Regions from separate parts of the Drosophila melanogaster genome. Here region 2 is linked to region 1. Evidence: chromatin contacts called from public HiChIP or PLAC-seq data. All regions are on one chromosome and are shown on one strand. The core of a region is the stretch at or near the end of the contact, and the rest is flanking DNA. Distances in the headings are between cores, read along the strand shown. Region 1 holds the start of wor (worniu). Region 2 holds the start of lncRNA:CR44974 (long non-coding RNA:CR44974).

The links. HiChIP or PLAC-seq counts read pairs in DNA pulled down with a chosen protein or histone mark.
Region 2: a Psq HiChIP or PLAC-seq map of the Kc167 cell line shows a contact between it and region 1, with 6 times the contacts expected there. The contact joins the promoter of lncRNA:CR44974 here to the promoter of wor in region 1. A contact is called at or near these places in 2 of 107 Hi-C or Micro-C datasets (the Kc167 cell line and wing imaginal disc) and 2 of 6 datasets of contacts at active chromatin or transcription factors (both in the Kc167 cell line).

The regions. Positions count from the first base shown.
Region 1 is chr2L:15,424,182-15,427,024 of dm6, forward strand. It overlaps wor (worniu), which reads right to left and starts at 1,399. Exons shown (of 2, transcript NM_057253.4): 1 at 1,162-1,399; 2 at 1-1,099. The coding sequence starts at 1,249.
Region 2 is chr2L:15,744,893-15,747,735 of dm6, forward strand. It overlaps lncRNA:CR44974 (long non-coding RNA:CR44974), which reads left to right and starts at 1,365. Exons shown (of 2, transcript NR_124289.1): 1 at 1,365-1,568; 2 at 1,627-2,108. The region is part of intron 1 of CycE (Cyclin E); the gene reads right to left.

The DNA of each region.
Region 1 (2,843 bases), core at 149-2,648:
TTCAGGGCGCCCAAGGACACATAGGTCTTGTCGCAGTTCTTGCAGCTGAAGACCTTCTTCACCTGATTGCCCTCGGCCGACGGACAATGGAACTGCTGGTGCTTAGAGAGTCCCGAGTAGGTGGAGTAGCTCTTTCCGCAATCCTGGCAATGGTATCGCGGCACTCCCACTGGCTTTTGCATGCTCTGTGCTGAGGCTACATTAGCTGCCTGAATCAAAGCCGAAGCTTGATCCGTGCAAAACTCGGTTTGGTCGACTATCGCACCTGATCCTCCAGGCTGGCTTCTAATGATCTTGTACTCGGTGCTTTCGTAGGCGTGCGTTTGTTGATGCTTTACCAATCCTGCATAGGTGGCATAGCACTTGTTGCACTGCTGGCACTGGTAGTACAGATCATTGCTGCTCTTGATCTTCAGCTGGTTGATGTCCTGATTCTCCTGATCCTCTTCCATGTCTATCGGAGGCGGCGCATGTTGCGGAGCCATGTGTTGCATGCTCAGCAAAGCTCTGGCCACATTCTGCAGATTCATGTTTTCGCTCAGCACTCTCCTCTGGGTTACGGATAGGTCCTCCGGTTCGGCCAGTGGAGTCGGGGGTGGATAGAACAACTGGGGTGATGGAATCGGAGGTATCTCCTCTTTGATGTTCTGCATTTTCATACAGTCCTCATACTCGGCTATGCTTTTGAGTAGGTTGTTATTGTAGTTTCGCAGGGGAAATTGTTCCTCATCAGAGGGTTCAGCCTTGATGATGGTTGGGCTAGCATCTCTTGTATATCGAAGAGGCAGATGCTGTTCTGGTTCCGGCTCCGGCTCCATTACTTCCTCCTCAGGTGGCAACTCGAACTCGCCGTAACCCAGGCGAGCAAGACTCTTGGCGATTTCCTCCCGGGTGAAGACATCCGGAAAAGCGCGGGCTATCTCACGGGTTTCCTCCCAAATGCGACGGGCCAACTGCTCCTTGGTCTGATTCATGGCTGCATCGAAGCGGCGCCTCAATTCCGTGGGCACCGGCTGAGGTTCCGGTTCGGATTTAGCCATCCAATGGGGCTCCATAGGCACTGCAGCCGAGGCCACACTCAAGTCCACTGGTCCTTCATCTGTTGAAATCAGCATAAAGTTAAAATATGCCTGTAAATCACTTCCGTAGCCTTAAACCTACCATGACTTAGGTGATCCTCTGGGCTGGACTCCTCCACCATTATCGGACGCTTCTTGAGCGGGCAGCGGCTGTACTTGAGTTTATCCATGGTTGCTATGTTATTATTCCTTATGGTTACTGATCACTGATCTTCGATTTTGTATTTAATACCGATCCTTGAACTTAAATCACTGCTCACTCATTTGCTTTCGCCACACGCGTCTCGATCGCTTGGAGTTCCTTGCTCGAATGATGCAACCCGGCAAGGATCAGTCCGGTTTTATAGACTCCCGATCAACCCCCTGGCAGGATGATCAACCCCCTGGGCAAAAAGGATCTTGGCGTCTACCTACTTCCGATGTCGCCCGGGATTCTGTAAATCCACCCCGAACCACGAGCCAAAAGATCCATTCAGCGATCGAGCCACAGCTGTGCGTTCATTGAACGCAGATACAGCTGCAGATCGGGCAGTCCGGGGGTACCACTGCCATATAGAGAATCGTTGAGAGAGGGAGGGACCTGGAGACGAGAGGAACAAATCTGTGTGTAAAAAGCGAGCACGTGCCACAGGGACTCTCTCCGTTCCACTCGCCGATCGCCACCAGCTGCCTCTCTGGTTCAGCTCGTATTTCCCCTGAATTTCAATGGTATGAGTGAGCGGCAGCTGGTGGCGAGCTTGCTATTGCTATATACCCGATCAAGTTTATTTATAAGCCTCTTTCGGGTCCGCCTCACACGATCGCTTTGTATATAAGCCTAATGGACGTTTGCTCTTCGTGAGCAGGTGAGCATGCTCTTTGGAGCCCCACCAAGAGAAGTTTCGTACCCCACAATTTTCAACTCTCTTCGCTCTTTGGGGCGCTCTTGTTCCAACTGTCAGTCGTCCCACGAACTTAAGAGATAGCTTTCTGTGCTATTCGGAGGATAATTCAGCTGTGTTTTCTTAAGCTTCTTATTATGTTTACTATTCAAATTTTTCTGAGCTGAGCTTAAACGATCACATATTCGGCTGACTTTGCTGATCGGAGAGTGTGAAGATTTTTCAGGGGCTCGACTTAGGAAATTATGCCCAAATATTTAAATACCATAATAATTAAAACGTTCTCAATTAAAATCATTAAGATAGAAGATATTACAATAAAGGTACAGGAAAGTTGTTCTATTTTCTCTTTCAAAGCTTTTCATTTGTTGTATAAAATCGCACGCTGTTACAGAAGAAAAGAAGCACTTAGGATTCCAATTGATCCTTATCGGAGCGATCCTCTCCGGCTGGCAGCTGAGTAGGATCAGCACGTGACATTGGCTCCGCCATTAAATCGAGCCAAGCTACAATGCAATGTACCCACTTAGACGTCCACAAAAATATTAATCACCAGGACAAACAGCGCGCAGATCTAAGGTAAATCAACCTTTCCCAGAGTATTGTTCCGGTTCTCCGCCTCCTCGTGTATCGGTGCACTCGGCAGAAATAACCCCCTAACGGCCATGAAATTTCAATTCCCGATATTAAAGAATCCCGCCATCTGCCAGCGACCTCCAATCCACCCCAAAATGGGCATGTGCCCGGACAGTTACCTGGCTTTATTTTTCCGAACGGAGCTGAGTGCCTTGGAATGCGCCAAAAGAGAGAGGTTCGTGCAAATCTACCTGGCGCAGTGGTCCCACCCCAAAATCCACGGCATCACCAGACAACCTTCGTCGGA
Region 2 (2,843 bases), core at 115-2,614, 320 kb after region 1:
TTTAAACTGGCCAAATCTAAACATAAGCGGCTGATTTTCGGCACGATCATGACATAATCGAAAAATTAAGTATACAAAAATCCACCCCATCAACAATACACCACCCACCCCCCACGCACACCCCCGCCGCGATCGCTCCAAAAGTTTAACGGCGCAAAAAGCGAACACGCAAACTAAAAAACGTCAAAAGAATGCAAAAAATAAAGAAGAAAGCAAAAATTGCGAAGAAAACAACAACAAAATGAATGTGGCAGGTAAATGGAAGCAGAGGAGAAGAGGAAAGAACGAAGATGGCGCGAAGCAAGGTGGAGACGAAGGGGAAGCGAAAGCAAAACGCCGAGAAATATCAATGAACTCCATTCTCCACTTGGCAGTCTATCTCGCTCACTCATTGGTTGGGAGCACGTACATAGAGTAACTACTCACAAAAATAAATATAACCACGATTTTACAATAATTAAAATACTATTATTAATTCTACATATGTAAACATACATACATATGTATGTACGTAGATTGTGGGTAAGGGCTAAATGCCACTACCAATCTTTTTCTTCGTGTACCAAAGATATTTGCGCCACTTTTGACATAATTCATTATTTTGTTCTTCACTCGTTTACTCCATTTTGCTTTGAACCTCTGCTTCGTGTTCGTCAAGTTTTCGAAAGGTCCGTCGACTGATCGGCGATTTTCCGAATTTTTTCGACGTCGCAGTCAAATGCTCTCTTTTTTTCCGTTTTAGAGCGCAGTACTAAAACGTTTTTGTTTGTTGTTGGTGTTGGGAAGGGGAAAATAACTTGACTCGCTGTTCTGATTGGAATAAAACGGAAGAGAGCGAGAGAAAGAGAGCTTACTCTCTCTCTTAGCGAGCGCATTTCTTCCAAGTTTGTGCTTGTGTGTGTGTCATTGGAGGAAGCGTATAAAAATGAAATGAGCATGGGAAAAGAATGGAGAAACGCAAAGTGGCGCGAATTAGGCGTTTGGGCTGGGGCAGTTTTGTTTTACCGCCCAAAATCTATGCGAATGGCGGGAAAAAGTGCAATTCGGGCGGGAGAAAGATTAGAAAGTTGGCCCAAACAGCAGGGTAAACCATAAGCTGCATCTCAAGCCTTCTATAGTAAGAAAAGCTGTAATAGTTCACTGAACTCCCGTTACGCATTAGAAACTCAGTGCACTTTTAGACGTGATTAGAAGCTTTCATTTATTTCATAGGATTTTCCAATTTGTTCCCATTGGATAACGGTTTAATTCTAATAGGACACTTTTCCTTATAGGGGGAACACTAAAACACTGTGTGGGGGAGACAATTTGTAGTTGGACACCCCGTCTCTTGCCAATCAGAAAGCAACGGTTAAATCCTACAGCGTGTCAATTTTCTTATAAGAGGATGTTGTATTTGTAGCAAAAAATGCAAAGACACGACGGCAAACGCAGCATTCTCTCCCGCTCTTTCCTTCACTGTTCCACACACACTTGTCACCGCACACGCGTCATAAATTTTATTCCACTCTGAATAACGTATTGCCTTTTATCCACTAAAACCATTGTGCAATTGGTTTTACCTTCTAGTAAGCGGAAAAATGCTTAACATAATATCCCCGGTGTTTTCACTTGTTTTTCTTAAAGGGAATTGAACAACGTTTTTCGAGAGTTTTTCGTCGTCGTCGTCGCCGGCCACGAAAAAACTTCACGAGCAGCGGAGCGGCGGCAGCAAAGTGATCGCTTTGGAACCGAAAAAAAAATTGGTGGAACTGGGTATCAAAAGCAGCGACGTCGACTGCGGCGAGTGTGCATGAGGAACGCGCCAAAACAGGCGGATCCGAAGCGCCAAAAAATGCAACAAACACAGGGGGCAACTTTGTTGTACTCTAGGGGAGGGACGGAGATGGGGCGAGCATCTCCAGCGCAAAGAACAGAGCGTGAGAAAGCGAGACGGGGCGATGAAGCCGCTGGTGGCAAGCTTGGCATTTTATTGAATGGAGTCTGCAATTGGAGTCCCCAGTCCCCAACAGGCTAGTCAGACTACAATTGGAGGTTCGACGTCCAGTCAGCTGGGTGGTCGAAAAACAGCTGACGAGGATGCCAGAAGGGCGGATTTAGTCGGATATATCGTGGTTATATATAAATACCTAAGATTTATTTCTATGTCATATGCCAATTTTAATTCAAATATGACCTTCAGAAAATAAATATTTAAATTTTAATATGAAACTATTTTTTTTAATATATTTTTAAAGCGCTCCAAAATCAATTCAAGGTTAAAATAAATTTATCTTGAAGGGTATTCATAAATCTTTAAAATTTTAATTATTTATTTATTCTTCAGAAGCCTGAAATTACATGGTTTAATATGCTTTTCTAGTAGTTTTTATGAACTGCAGCCAAATAACATATGACAAGATGACTGAGGTCGAACTAGGTGGTAACGCTGCTTTGAAACCAAACAAACCACTGCCACTTTGTTGTTTTCATCGATTAACATTCGAGCATTTTTGGCACCAACTTCGAGCGCTTATAAATCAGGTAAGCTAAATGAAAAACCATGCGTGCCTATAACCAATTGAAAGATCAAAACTCGCAGAATCTGATTTTTCACTAAAATCGAAAATCCCGTTCAATTCGGCCAAATTAGAATCGATTGAACTTGATGATTTCCCGCGCGCGGGAACCCGACGTCGGCGCGCGCTGCTGACAGCGATGACAGCTGCGCGCGCAAAGAGAAGGCGCGGAAGAGAGCGCGAGAGGGGCAGGGGAACAGAGAGAGAAAGAGGCAAAAACGTCGACGTCGCTGCTCACGTTTTTTTTCCATTACTTTTCGACTGCTACAATATCGATGGAGAAAA